Linked DNA regions of Sus scrofa: all the other regions are linked to region 3. The links are chromatin contacts, called in public Hi-C and HiChIP or PLAC-seq maps. All regions are on one chromosome and are shown on one strand. The core of a region is the stretch at or near the end of the contact, and the rest is flanking DNA. Distances in the headings are between cores, read along the strand shown. Region 1 has its middle 100 kb from the start of RNF152. Region 2 has its middle 220 kb from the start of CDH20. Region 3 overlaps RNF152 (ring finger protein 152).

Evidence for each region. A called contact is a pair of places that touch in the nucleus more often than the background predicts. HiChIP or PLAC-seq counts read pairs in DNA pulled down with a chosen protein or histone mark.
Region 1: a Hi-C map of skeletal muscle shows a contact between it and region 3, with 7 times the contacts expected there. The contact joins two enhancer-like sites. A contact is called at or near these places in 4 of 47 Hi-C or Micro-C datasets (embryonic fibroblasts, epiblast stem cells, skeletal muscle and 1 more) and 1 of 2 datasets of contacts at active chromatin or transcription factors (skeletal muscle).
Region 2: a contact with region 3 is called in an H3K27ac HiChIP or PLAC-seq map of skeletal muscle. The contact joins two enhancer-like sites. A contact is called at or near these places in 3 of 47 Hi-C or Micro-C datasets (heart right ventricle, psoas muscle and skeletal muscle) and 1 of 2 datasets of contacts at active chromatin or transcription factors (skeletal muscle).

The regions. Positions count from the first base shown.
Region 1 is chr1:159,423,795-159,428,590 of Sscrofa11.1, forward strand. No RefSeq gene overlaps it. Among named protein-coding and RNA genes, the nearest start is that of RNF152, 100 kb to the right of the region's middle. Within about 2 kb of position 1,392, at least 3 of the 83 cell types and tissues checked have an H3K27ac peak or open chromatin away from gene starts, as enhancers often do. A contact at or near this core is called in skeletal muscle, where this site is marked.
Region 2 is chr1:159,799,059-159,803,952 of Sscrofa11.1, forward strand. No RefSeq gene overlaps it. Among named protein-coding and RNA genes, the nearest start is that of CDH20, 220 kb to the right of the region's middle. Within about 2 kb of position 2,958, at least 16 of the 83 cell types and tissues checked have an H3K27ac peak or open chromatin away from gene starts, as enhancers often do. A contact at or near this core is called in skeletal muscle, where this site is marked.
Region 3 is chr1:159,587,322-159,592,145 of Sscrofa11.1, forward strand. All of the region lies in intron 1 of RNF152 (ring finger protein 152), which reads left to right. Among named protein-coding and RNA genes, the nearest start is that of RNF152, 59 kb to the left of the region's middle. Within about 2 kb of position 1,575, at least 5 of the 83 cell types and tissues checked have an H3K27ac peak or open chromatin away from gene starts, as enhancers often do. A contact at or near this core is called in skeletal muscle, where this site is marked.

The DNA of each region.
Region 1 (4,796 bases), core at 142-2,641, 160 kb before region 3:
TATAGTTTTATCTCTTGTTACGTATCTCTCATTATGCTTTTCCAGGCCAATTCAACCACATGCAGTTGTCACCTGTCTTACTCTGGTTTTTAGATATACCCTTCATTGTGCCTGGAAAACTTTTTTCATGGAAATTTTTTATTTAAAAAAAGCAAAACAAACAAAAAAGGAAACAAAGTAACTGTCTCTCAGTAGGGAAATAATAAATATACTGGCTTACTCATATAGGGGAATTCAATTCAATAGTTAAAACATATGAATTAGATCTACATTTATTAACATGAATAGATCACAAAAACCTAGTATTGGGAGTTTCTGTTGTGGTGCAGTGGAAATAAATCCGACTGGTATCCATGAGGATGCGTGTTCCATCCCTGGCCTCGCTCAGTGGGTTAAGGATCTTGTGTTGCCATGAGCTGTGATGTAGGTTGCAGATGCAGTTCGGATCTGGGTTGCTGTGGCTGTGGCGTAGGCTGGCGGCTATAGCTCTGATTCGATTCCTAGCCCGGGAATGTCCATATGCTGCAGGTGGCCCTAAAAAGCAAAAAAAAAAACAAAAAACAAAAAAAAAACCAAACTAAATCGACAGAAAATAACCAAGTTAAACTAAATAGGTACAGGGTGATGCCATTTTATGTCTCATATACCATACATATGTAATAAATACATATGTAAGTAAAAGAACTCACAACTTTATAATGTTGAACCTTCTTGTCCATGGACATGATTATTACTCCATTTATTTATCATTCGCCAGTTTTATGCCCTTTAATAGAGAGACAATATTTTTGCATAGAAATCTTGGACAATTTTATTGGCATCAATTCTCGGTCTTTTATCTACTCATCCATCTTAGACTCTGGGAAGACTTCTCCGACTTGTACCCACAAGAATGGTGAGGTTTCCTATATCATCTTTAAGAATAGGGACTGTGTCTTATTCATTGTGACATTTCCAATGCTTAGCACATAGTCAGGTCCTAGGCTACATCAGATAATAAGCTTAAGAATGATAGTTGAAGCAGGGGATGCATGTGAAGGCCATTACAAAGATAATATAATAAGCAATGTTTTCAACCCAGGGCCTGGCACCGGAACTAAGTCTGTGATAAGACTCACAAAAAAATGAAACTCCAAGGGTGATGGATGGAAAGCAAGCAGTATATGTTTAGTATCAGGTGTGGTGGTTCTATAGGTTCGGGCTGACAGCCATGTGTAGCCCTAGTGAATGTAAATCTTATATGGGAAAAATAATTCCAAGCACTTAAAAGGTGAAGGAAGCAGTGATTTCTGCACATGCATGGATCAAATGGAACTGTTACACTGTAAGTGCACAAGTGATCCCCTTGGGCGGCAAATGCGGTCAACAGCTGTTTCTATTTCAGTCTTCAACTTGACCTCTCCCACTCCCAGCCTCCCAGCAATACCAGACCAGCTGGATAATCTCCCGGTATCGTTATTAAGAGTCCTTTCCCAGGGGAAGCAGCAGTCCAGCTCTGCTTTGTCTGTTTGTTCTCAGTGGTTCCTCTGTTCTTGACTTCATCCCCTAAGCCCATTACTTCCCAGAGGGGTCAGATTTGGTCCCTTGAGCTTTGAGCTGTTCCCAGAGCTTCTGATTTCTCTTCTCTCAAGATGGGAAAGAATAAAAGGGGGAAATAGACTAAACTCTTGTGGTAGACACTGCTGTTTACTGACCCAACATCAACTATCTTAGTTTTTTTTTTCAGGGTGGCCCCATAGAGCTTTGACATCAACCTTTGCAATTAGATGTGGCCAAGTGAAGCAGTCTGGCCAATGAGATGTAAGAGCATATTGCTTTGTGAGGCTTTGGGGGGTATTTTTTATAAAGGGGCTGACTCCATAGGTCATGTTTTTCTGCTTTCCTTTCACCCTTCTTGGGATGAAGAAGCACTGCCTGGAGGTATAGGAGACTTCTTACCAAAACTGGGCTGCAGAACAGGCACAGTCTAAGAACGAAGGAGCGGACAGCTGGAAATAAGGTGGACTCATTATTGTGAGAGGAATAAAACTCCTGCTTTATTTAAGTCACTGCTTAGTTGGTTTTCCTATTATTTCCAATACAGTGCAAACCTAAGTGATCCTACTTTAAGTGTGAAATTGAGATAATTATTTGTTTCTGTCCATTGGAGAAGTGGCCGAGTCTCCAGCATAACAGGTAGTATTTAAGCAAAGGCCAGAAGGTCAGTACACCGAATGTCTAAGGGCATTCCTGCAGGAGGTGAGGAATTGAATTTGGCAGAAAACAGAATGTTAATTTATAAAGAAAATCATTTGAGATATGGTTTCTGGCATCTCACAGTATAATTCTAATTACTGCAAAACAAAATTTCTTTATTGTTTTGGCACTTAAGGAAGCTACAATTCTATGTGTATGACATTCATACATATGGAGTAATACAAGGATGGTGGCACTAATAATGATAACTGACCTTTATTTAATACTTAGTGCATGCAGGCACTGGGTCTAAGCATTTTCTCCTTTCATTATCACATCAGTCAGCTCTTTAGATACTATTAATTATCCCATTTTAAATGCGAGGAAACTGAGGCACAGAAGATTGAGCAAGCTTGCTCAGGTCATGGAGCTGTTAAGTGATACAAAGTAGGTCTGTATTTAACACTGTTCACCTCAAAATCTGCACCATAACCTTTCTGTAGGAGTAGTCAGATACCAACTAACTACTCATAAAAAAAAAATTTAAGAATTTACATAGTGAAATGTAATACTGTTCTTTAGAATTCTCAAGGATGCAGAGTATATTCGCAAAAAAATAATTTAAATTATTTATATTAATAGGCCATTCATATTATATGTATCAAAATTAACTACAATAAGGTATTGCCTATCAGTAGAGAAACACAGGCAGGCAATACCCTAAAATAATAATAGTAGTTATTTCCATTTAGTGGAATTAGAGCTGGTTTTATTTTCTTTTATAACATTTTCGTACTTTTCAATTTTCTATAATAATTTAATTATAATATTGCTTCTGTTATAAGAAAAATATTAGAGAAAAATTGTTTACTGCCACGGTTTCCAAATGCTGACTGAAAACTGTGCAAATGACAGCTGTCATCAGTCCTGCTGAATCTTTGTGACTCTTTCAGTGGCTCAGCTGTCTTGAAAAGCCCAATTTGGGGGTGAAAATTCTGTTTCTGGATGTCAGGGTCATCTCCACATTTAACCTCATCCTGGGACAGACTTCATAGATCTGCTTCTCCATCCTGTGGGGTTTGAAATAGCAAAGCCACTCCTCTGTGCTGCCCTTTGGGGGGCGCCAAAGGCTAAGGTGGGGAAGGTCACACAAGGATGAGAAAAAACACTTGGGCTGCTTGTGAGAATGTCAGCAAAGACAGGCACCTGAAGTCAGGGTCATTGTTCGGTCAATGGGCCAAAGACCCCTGTATGGATTTGGGGTTAATGATTGATGGCAGGAGGCCTGTGGGAACTTGGGTGGGCATTCAGTTCTTGTCAAGAAAGTAAGCTTTGGAGAACTGTCCTGAGATGGGGGAGTGATGCTTCACAGGTAGATTTCCAAGGGAAGAGGGAGGAGTCTTGACGGACTCAAGGGCAGAAAGGTCATCCAGGTGCTCCATCAAGGACCTGAAGTGTTTGGTAAGGCTCCTAGGCCTGTGCCAAAGAAACCCACACTAAGACAGAGTCTGGCATGGAAGCAGTAAAGAGACTCCTGGATGCAGCATTTCAAATGGACTCAGCTGCAACTAGTTGGAAGTTGATAGTACCAGAAGGAAGAAAGCTGGAGTGGGTTGTGATGGGTACTGTGGCTATAGAGCGAGCAGGGAATCTTGAATCCCGGAGACTTTCTCTTCCCCTGCCTGTGTGATGTTGGCAGGTGTTGGCAATGAGATGATCCTGGTCAAACAAACAAAACAAAAAGCCAAAAAACAAAGGTTATGTTCATTCATCCATAAGCTTAGTTCTCCCATCCTGAGCACCCGCTGCTACCACAGTCCAAGGCAAAGCCCACACTGTCTTCCTTTCTTCCCCCTCATCCCTCTCTAGGCTCTGACTGCTCTGAGGCTTGGCTTACTCATCTCTGACTCTATCTGGATATTTGTTTTAATCACATTTTGTGTTTCCCTGGAACAGGACCAACACTGAAAAAACAAGAGGGGTAGGGCAGAGTTGAGAAAGGTGAAGGGACAACTGTCAGAATTTGGCAAGAGACAGGTAGGTTAAAATGGCCTGGAGGCTTTTGGTAGAAGATGAGTAGCCAGGGCTCTTGGTAGCTCCATATCATCATCAATGGTTTTACTTCGTACTGTGTTTTGACCTTAGTTAGGAGCACACAGGGTTCACTCATAGTAATAGGGAGTAAATATGATCTATAGGCACAAATGCTGGTAGATGACAGGGGTTTGGCTTTCTGTAGAGAGAAGTCCTCTAAGAGCTTTTTTTTTTTTTTTTTTTTTTGTCTTTTTGTCTTTTTGTCTTTTTGCCATTTCTTGGGCCACTCCCACAGCATATGGAGGTTCCCAGGCTAGGGGTCGAATCAGAGTTGTGGCTGCCAGCCTACGCCACAGCAACACCAGATCTGAGCTGCATTTGCAACCTACACCACAGCTCACGGCAATGCCGGATCCCCAACCCACTGAGCAAGGCCAGGGATTGAACCCGCAACCTCATGGTTCCTAGTCAGATTCGTTAACCACTGAGCCATGAGGGGAATTCCCTATTTTTTATTTTTTATTGTTATTTCCCCAACATGATTTTTTTTTTCCCACTGTACAGCATGGGGACCCAGTTACGCAAAC
Region 2 (4,894 bases), core at 1,708-4,207, 210 kb after region 3:
TGCCAAGGGGACCTCTTACCTTCAGACCAGTCAGGACCACCCCTGAAGGAGGGGGGGAGAAGGGTCAGGTCAACTTTCGGCGAGGTGGGAATGCTGTTAGGGAGGGACTGGGTGCCTAAACAAAATCGGGAGTAATGCTATGTCTAATGTCATGTAAAATGGCACTACTGAATATCTCTTCAATGTTTTAATTTAAATAGCACAAAAAATTAAAAAAGATTCATTTGAAATTTGTATGAGTCAGTGTTCTCCAGAGAAACAGAGTCAATAGCGTGTGCACACACACACACACATTCACACAGAATTATTTTAGAAAGTGGCTCCCACTATGAAGCCTGGCAAGACTGAAATCTGTAGGGTAGACCAGCATGCTAGAAATGCAGGTAGGAGTTGGTATTTCTGTCTTAAGACAGAATTTCTTTACCAATAAACTTCAGTATTTGTTCTTAAGATCTTCTACTGGTTGGTTGAGTCCCTCTCACAGTATTGAGGGTAATCCCTTTACTCAAAGTTGACTGTAACACATAAAATTAACCAATGCATAAATTTTATGCTCCAATCTTGTTTTCCTCAATGGGTCTAGCTTCAAATCTCCTTGAAGTGAGTGATACTGGTCTGATTTCAGAAACATAAACCTTATAAGGGTGTGGCCACTATAGAAACTACACAAATCACTGCTTTTTAAAAAAAATTTTATTAGGGTACAGTTGATTTACAAGATTGTATTAGCTTCAAGTGAATCACTTATACATATATCCATTCTTTTTTCTCTTATAGGGTATTATAGAACACTGAGCAGCCTCCCTGTGCTATACGGTAGGTCCTTGTTAGTTATCTGCAAATAATTGTTTTTCATACTAGCTGCTAGCGTCCATAGATATATCTCCCAAAATGGATGGACTCAGTCCAGTTTTACAGATGAGAACACTGTCCCAACTACACACCAATTCCGACTTATTCCATGGTGTTCTCTTGTGGGGAGGGGACTGAGGAGATTTTCCATGACCAGCACCAAACATCAGGACTCAGACTCAGCAAATAAAGGAAGAAAATTAGGACTGGAAACATTTAACTCTGTATCCCATCTAAGCCAGCCTGGCTGATAAACCACTCATCCTATGATGACAGTAATGATGGTGACCCATTCCTTTGATAGCACCTATGAATATAAACAGGATTTGGGGGCATGTGGCTAGACAAATATTCTGGAGCAAGTTATGGGATTTTAGCCCAAGCATCTCTCAGATTATTCAAGATCTATTTTGGTGTTACCATGTAGTTAATAGATGGTTTTAAAAATCTTTTTCATAATCAGAGATTTCTCTTCCTTTCTGAGAAGGGCATAATTTTAGCATGCTGGTCATTTTTGTTTTTTACGTACTGTGATAGTTCTTGTCAACTCAAAGTTTAGGCTGTTTCTACCCAAAAAGCCACTCCAATCCAGAGGCTAACCCAAAATCATGGAATTAGTAATTTAGAAGGCAAAACCAAACTAGTCCTCCATTAATTCTGAGGGTGTGGTTTTGAGTGAAAGGCTTATGATTGGGTATTAGTCTCTTTTTCCTTCCTTCCTGTTCTCCTTCCTTCCTCCCTCCCTTCCTCCCTTCCTTCTCTTTCTGTTTACCCATGGCTCATGGAAGTTCCCTGGCTAGGGATTGAATCAGAGCTGCAGCTGCCAGCCTACACCATAGCCACAGCAACAACAAATCCGAAAAGCAATTATAACCTACACTGAAGCTTGTGGCAAAGCTGGATCCTTCGGTGAGCAAAGGCCAGGGATTGAACTTATATCCTCACAGAGACTACATTGAATTCTTAACCCCCTGAGCCACAATGGAACTCCAGGTGTCAGTGTTTCATCCTGCCTTATCTTGGAACTTTCTTTCTAATTTTTTGGATATGTATTGTAACTAATGGCAGGACAGGTCAGTACCCTGTGCAACATTCTCAGGGTCAGGTCCTTCCTCCATATCTCAGCTTTAGCTCCTCTCTGAAGTACCTAGACAATAGTATCTGAACCCCCAAACAATGGAAGATATTAACTACTTGAAGATTGCAAGCACAAAGTCCTCCTACAGCCTAAGGATTGATAAAGTTAACCCCTGCGACACCACCCTATTATCTCACCATCACCCAATCACAAGCTGATTGCTTAATCTGTGACTGCCTCCTCTCTCCCAACTTGGCTTTTAAAAAAGCTTCACAATTTTCTTGGGGAGTTAGGGCTTTTTTTGGGGGGCACGAACCCCCTTGCATGGTCCTGCAATAAACCTTCCTCTGCTCCAAACTCTGATGTTTCAGTTTGTTTGGCTTCACTGTCCACGGGACACTCAAACTTGAGCTAAGAAAATAATACAGGGTGGTGGTGGGTGGGTATGTTTACACCAGGGTGTGGAGAGAACAAAGGGACTTTGGGGAGCAGCCAAGTTAGTGCAATTTAGGAATTCTTGTCTGGTGCAGAGCCAGCTGGAATTGTTTTCCTTCCTTCAGGTATTTTAACAATTAATTGAAAAAACAAAAATAAATGAAAGGTGACTATTTTCCCTCTCTGGTCTATCTCAGATCTGGAAGCCCCTCTCTCCTCCTTTATTAAGAGTTCCCTTAGCACCAAACCGGATGTCCCCTGGGGAAGGACAAGTGTTCTGCTATGTCAGTTGGTTAAGTCTGGAAGAGAGGGTATGTTGTTGCCAGGGCCAGAGATACTAGACAATTTTCCAAAAATACTTCATGAGAATTTTCTAGGGATTGTTGTCCTTCTAGCATGCATTGTTGATGGGAGGCTAACTGTTTTTGAACGTCTATTCAGGCTCATCTAAAAGCGATCAAATATTGGAAGCTGGGACTGCTGTGACCCGGTCTTCCAGCTGTTGGTGCAATGCTTCCAGGCTGCAGGTGTTGCAGGCAGAACCCGTCTCAGCAAGATGTGGCTGTGAGGCGCTGGCCGCCCAGAAAAGAGCCGCGGAGGAGGAGAAGCGCCCTCTTGTGGCCGAAAGTAAGAGTGCCCTCAGAGAGAGGCGCGCCCAGGGCCCGCGGAGCAAAGGTTCTTCAAAAATCCTTCCCTGCAGATGTAAACAAAGCAAACACAGCCTTCAGTTCTCTGCTGCTCTATCACCTTGACTTCCTGTTTCTCGGAGGAGAGAATGATGGATGCGGGGAAAGGAAAAGAAAAGCTAAGGATTTTTCCTGTTTCAGCTTTTGCCCACTGCCCCCACTCCCCACTCCACCTCCTCCCAGCCCACTGGCTGACTCAGATCTTCTCCGGATACCTTCCTCCTGTTTGGCCTCGTTGTCTGTCTTATTTCATTTTGCCTGCCAGTGAAATAAGTGGTACATTTGTCTGCTTTCTCCAACCAACGGTATTTCCTAGAGGACACGGGTCACATCCTAGTGATGGCAGCATCCGGCAATGCATATTCCACACAGTATGTGCTAAAAATATGCTCATAGCACATAGAATAGCAGAATGGAATTTCTTGGTCATATGGGACGAGTCCTGTATAATTGTCTGAACGTAAGTTAGGATTGCCATGGTGAGCCAAGAGGAGCAGGCTACTTTTTACCGTTGGTTCTACCAACTCCCTTGATGGACTTAGATTTTAGACAACGTCCTAGCAAAGGTGGCTTCACTTGAAACATTCTCTTTATCTTTTAAACAGCTGAGAAATTAGATGGATAGATATGACCATCCTTTTCCTTCCTTCCTCCCTTCTTCCCTTCCTCTCTCTCTCTCTCTTCCTTCCTTCCTGCCTTCCTTTCTGACACACCTACAACACTCAGAAGTTCCCAGGCCAGGGAGTGAACCCAAGCTGTCATGTGACAACGCTGTAGCCTTAACTTGCTGTGCCATAAGAGAACTCTGTCTACTCTTATTTTTATTTTTTTTGTTCTTATTTTTAAAAAGGAAAAATCTTCAGAAAGTGCAAGTGACATGCCCAAGGTTGCCAGGACAGTGAATCACAGCTCAGATTTGCTCCTTTTGCAAGCTCTCTGTCCAGAGCTCTGACATTCTTCCAAGAGGTCACCTTTCAGGGCCCACATTATCTGGGCAAGTAAATGACCTCCACATTACCATCCAGCATCCTCAATGGATTAGGGTAGCTATCTTCCCCCAATCAGTTTTGGTCCCATCCCCAGGTGGCTGGTGACTCACGGAGCATGACATCGAGCAGGTCATTAACCTGTACCTACATCTCAGTTCTTTCATCCTGAAAATAAAGATGACAGTAGGTGCTGGCTGCCTCGAATGGTGTTGGGAAGATTAATGAGACGATGCAGGGAAGTGTCCTGGGCTCCTGGGATAAAAGGCTTAGCAGAGGCACAAAGTCTAATTATAATTTCTTAACAGTTTCAAAGGAGCCTCTGGGAAGGCTCGTTCATGCTGCTAAATTTGGAGACGATGCCTATGTGGGGAGGATGCTCTTCTCTCCACTGGCAGTCCCAGCACTTTTCTGCTTATGCTGGTCTCAGGGGCCCCATTCTGATCCAACATCTCTTGGTCTACCCTGGGATCTCATCCACAATGGAACTCAAAACCCTCCCAAAGCACTGCCCCCATCTTCCACGCAAGAAGGGGCAGGGGTAACCTATTTAGGGCACACATCAGATGGGCGTCTGGGAACCTTAGGGAATTTGGACCCAGTCTTTAGTCTAAGGGAAGGCATGTAGTACAGATCAATGAGAATATAAAAAGTCTACTGGGACCTTCCAGGAAAGGTTTGATGAGAGGAAGGTCCAGAAGAGGACCTGTCCTAGCCCTGTCTTCTGTTTCTGATTTTGCACAAGTGCAAGAACTGATCATCAGCGCAATGACTGCCATCTGGTAACCTGAGAACTGCACCCACATTGGCCCCAATGCCACCGAGTCTTATTCATGAGAAGAATAGATCTTTGTTTT
Region 3 (4,824 bases), core at 325-2,824:
TTAATTACTCTTTTAATTGGATAAAAAGAGAGTTAGGGAGAGTAATGTGTGCATTTTAATGCAGGTTTCATGTAGTAAAGGAGGGCCCACCGTATACCCTCTACTGTGTTCAGCACGCTTCATGAGTCTGTAACCATGTGTCTGTTTACAGAGGAGGAAGGAGCTCCAATGAATAGGTAACAAAGGGAGAGTTGGTGAATCTGCCTTGATGCTCTCATCACAGCTTGGTGTTGAGTGAGGAAGGAATTTACAAGGCAAGAAATGGCTGTGGGCCTAGAGAAAGCCCTTATTTGACAATGTGATGACCTAATAATCAGCTCTAGCCTGGCCCCACATAACCCTTTACAAGTATTTTACTGTAGCTTTTCAGAGGTGAGAAGAATGAGAACACTGTTCAGGTTTAATCTCTATAAACTTAAAAGTTTGTGATTCATCGTCTTTTTCCCCCAACCTCCATTTGTCTAGAGGGCCTATTAATGACAATACCTATTTCTTTGTGGTCTAATAATGGACTTGGTGAGATAGAACTTCATGTAAATAAAAGTATATTTCCCAATAGTTGTCTAAGTTTCGTGTGGAAGTTAAGACTTCAGTAGTTAGAAAATTTCAAGATGTAGAACATATTGGCCTCCTCTGTAACCTCCAGACCACTGGCTGCATTTCATTGGAGCAGCATTCCTCAAAAACGTAACCTCCACACAGAAACGGGGGAATCTTTCTCCAATTCCTCCCTTGCTCTCTTCTTCCATCCAATCTCCACGTCCACTTTGTTTGCTCTTCCCTTTTACTCCACCCCCACGGCCTTCATTCCAGCCTTGCCCTCCCTTCCCTTGCCAATTCATTCCCTCTGCTCCAGGGGAGCTTTTAAAAGTAATGCACAATGGAATATTACTCAGCCATAAAAAGGATACATTCTGATACATGCTTTACCATGAACTGACATTGAAAACACCTGTAGTGAAACAGGCCAGACTCCAAAGGGCAAGTGCAGTATGATTCTACTTCCACAAGGTACCTAGAATAGGTAGTTCATTGAGACAAAGCACAGAATAGAGGCTACCAGGGGCTGGGGGGACGGAAGTGTGGGGAGTTCCTGCCTAATGGCTACCGAGTTTCTGTCTGGGATGCTGAAAAAGTTTTGGAAATAGATAGCGATGAGGTTTACACAACATTATGAATGTACTTAATTCCACCGAATTATACACTTTAAAATGGTTAAATATAATGGTGATACTGCAGTTATGATTGGGATGCCTCTCTTCGAAGTTTTCACAAGCCCTGTCACCTAGTGGGTGGAATCCAGGCTCCGAGTAATAGGAAGGGAGGGGCAACTGTTCTGTTCCTTGGAATCTCACGTCTTCCATGGGGCCCTCGGCCTTTCTCAGTGCTGTGGATTGGATGGAGGAGGGACAGGCCCTGCTTTGGCTTGTGTGTCCATCCCCCCCCGCCCTCCCCCCTCCTTGGGGGCCTGTGTTATGCCCTGTTCCTGCTGCCACCTAGTGACCTGGCCTTTCCCAGCCTGTGGGGACAGCTGCTCTGATCATTAGGACCAGAAGGGGAAGGAGGAGGCAGTGCCGTTTGGCTTTGGGGCCCAGATGTTTCCTCTGGTCTCACTTTAGAACAGTGTGGCCAAGGTCATGTTTTAACCCCCACTTGTTTCGTCATCTGCTTCTCTGTAGAGCTCAGAGCGTGAAGGGAGGGACTATGCCTAGCTGGTTGGTTAGTTAATACTGCTTCAATCCCACTGGCCTGTGTGGCGGCCTGAACTTCTCTTTCTTGCCTCGTGGGCTATGGATTGTACCTGGAAGAGCCAGCCGAGTGGCAGGCACCATTCTGAGTGCTTTAGGTGTGCACACATATTTCAGTCTGAACAACCTGTGAGGTAGGTGCGGTTATGGTCACCTTTTACAGAGACATTGGATCACTTGCTGGAGGCTCCAGGTCCCTATCCCTATTTCTGCTACATCAAAAATTCTGTGTTTTCGCATGTGCTGTGTCCTCATCCATAAGTTAAAATGCCGGCTTTTCCTGAAAAATCTTTCCTGGCTTTTTTTTCCATTCCTATCCGACACCCCCCCCCCACCCCCGCCCCCTGCATTGGGACCTTATGGGCGTGGTTGTCTTTGCAGAGATGGGCCTCATCTTTTTCTCTTTCGATCTCCCTGACTTAGAACAGTGCCTCATACTCAATACGTATTTCAATGAATGCATTTGTGGTAGGTATTTGTTACTCTAGGCTTTTCTCTGTGAATCGAATAAACACCTTATTTCCAAAAATCATGGTCCTGGGGCTTCTGAAAGTGCCCTCAGAACATTGCTACTTTCCCCTAAATCAAAACCCATAGGTAGGATTTTAAATGCAAAAACAAATTCAAATTGAAAGCAGAGCAGTGGCTGCAGGGGAGTGGGGTGGAGGAAGGAAGGATGGGTTGGATGAGGCACAGGGACATTTGAGTGGTGGAAAAAGCTTGATTGGCACAGTGGTTACACAGCCACATACATCTGTCAAAACTCATTGAACTGTACACTTAAAAGATGTGCATTTTATTATTGATACATTTTACCTCAAAGTTGACTTCACAATAAATATAAGAATGCAAAAAGAAAAATCTTTTGGATTTATTGTTTGGTTAGGAAAGCTGCATTAATGATTGATGGCTTTGGTTGCAGCACTGTTCAATATCTAGTTTGGGGGGTTTATACTTTTTTTCTTTTCTGCTCACCTTGCCTAAATGGAAAATCAACCCTCATTGAGTTACTGCCGCTGGAAGTAAGAAAAAGCAGAAGTGATGAGCAGACTGACAGTTGACTCCCCATGGCGCTTAATTTTAGTACCGATGCCTTTAGGAATTCTTTGCAACTTCAGTTTGAGGCTTAACTCGTGTGATGAATCATCGATATTAAGGGTAGGTAGGGAGATGGAAGCAAAAAACACTTTCTGCTCAGAGAAAATAAGCTCATTGATGGCTTTTGAATAAACTTATTTAAAGAGAGCTCCATAGAACTCACCAGGGTTTTAACGTGCTGTTCTCTTTTCAGCTCTTTAATATAGAATGTTCTCCAGGTAACTTGAGGAACTCTTAAGGAATATATAAATTTTTTTAGTGTGTGAAAACAGGCGAGTCTTAACAATTGGGTTTTTTGTTTTTGTTGTTGCTTGTTTGTTTTTAATTTGAGTCAAGGCTTTCCTATCCTGTATTTCCTTCCAGCCTTAAAGTGTTCAAAGTAATGGAGCTCTCATCGTAAATCATACTATTCTGTGGCACTTTGAAGGAATGCTCTCTGTGTTTGGGAAATGTACCCAATGTCCCTTCTTGGTAAAGGTGAACCATCAGAAGATGCTTCTATATAGGGCTGAGATCAATCTGGCCAAATTGAAATTTGTTGAGCTGCTGCATGACTATGAAGATGAACACAAGAATTGTATCCAAAGTTCAGATTGCCAGGAGGCATTATCACAGTGTCTTTGTCAGTTCCATCAGGTTCCTTTCATTTGGAGCTGTCTTAATGAATGCTAGAATCATTGCTTCTTTTGTTGAAGTGGTGAATCCTTTAAGTGTGAAGAAAAAGTTTGGAACACTGCTTTTATGTTCTCTCTAATGGTCTTAGTACTTGGTGGTGGGACAGGCAAATGTTGGCCATTGTTAGTGTCCTTTGCTCACCTCTTTCCTCCCAGTGTTTGATCCAGGCCCAGGAACTTCTGCATGCCATGGGTGTGGCCAAAAAAAAAAAAAAAAAAAAAAAAAGATAACTCGTTTAGAGCAATAAGCTAATCTGAGGATAGTTGTCTCTGGAGTAATATAGCAAATTTAGGGGATCAAGGGCAGAGCTGGTGAGAAATGAAGGAGATCTGAGGGCAGTAAGTGATGTCCTATTGGCCAGATCCCAACTGTGGCCTGTTTCTGTAAAGGCAGTTTTATTGGAACACAGCCGCTGCTGCTCTTTGACGTATAGTCTGACTGCTTTCACACTTTGGTGGCAGAGTTGAGTATTTGCGAAAGAGCCTGCATGACCTGAAAAGCTGAAAAGCCTAAAAGACGTACCATCTGCACTCTTACAGAGAAAGGTTGTGTGTTCCTGATGTAGATAAAATATACTGGGAAAACCTTAAAAAACAAATTGCCTTAAGGTTTCAGTTTGTGCTGGAATTTGTGGTTGGGTAAGAAATAGGAGTGGGGGATGCATGTGTGTAGTTCATATGATGAAAATGCAAATATTTACATAGGGACTTTGTTTAGGGCCTTGAGGGTCTCTGTTCCCTGCACATAAGAGCAGGGGTTATGGGGGCCCTTAGCAGAGAGAGGCCTCTGCTCTCCAGGGCGCTTGGCTCCTCGGACAGCCTCTTGGTCCTTAAGGCACAACTCCTGGCCCTCAAACCCTCACCCCTACAGTGACTTAACATACTTCCCTGGCATCAGGCTGTCTTTAGATTCTGCCTTGCAATGCCACCTTAAACTTCTGCATCTCTTGAGACTTGTGAGCTTCGAGCTGCCTTGCTGTCTGGGGTGATGGGTCAGAAGTGGTGCTTAATCAAATAAGGGAAATGTTGATGTCCTTCTGTGACTCACCTTGCTGTTCAGTGTCTCTGGAGTAGAAGGAACAGTGGCCCAGCTTAGGCTCCTGGGTTCTAATATCTTTTCTGGCTCTAACAGGCAATGATAGTTCTTTGCTCAGTGGGTCTTTCTAAGCCTGGTGCATGATCAGTTGAATTCATATGATCACTTGAAGAAGACTCTCCCTTTCAATGCTTTGCCTAACCTTCCCCTGGCCTGTGCTTCTCTTTCCATAGATCAAGTTGCAGGGACTCTTATTGCCATGGTGACC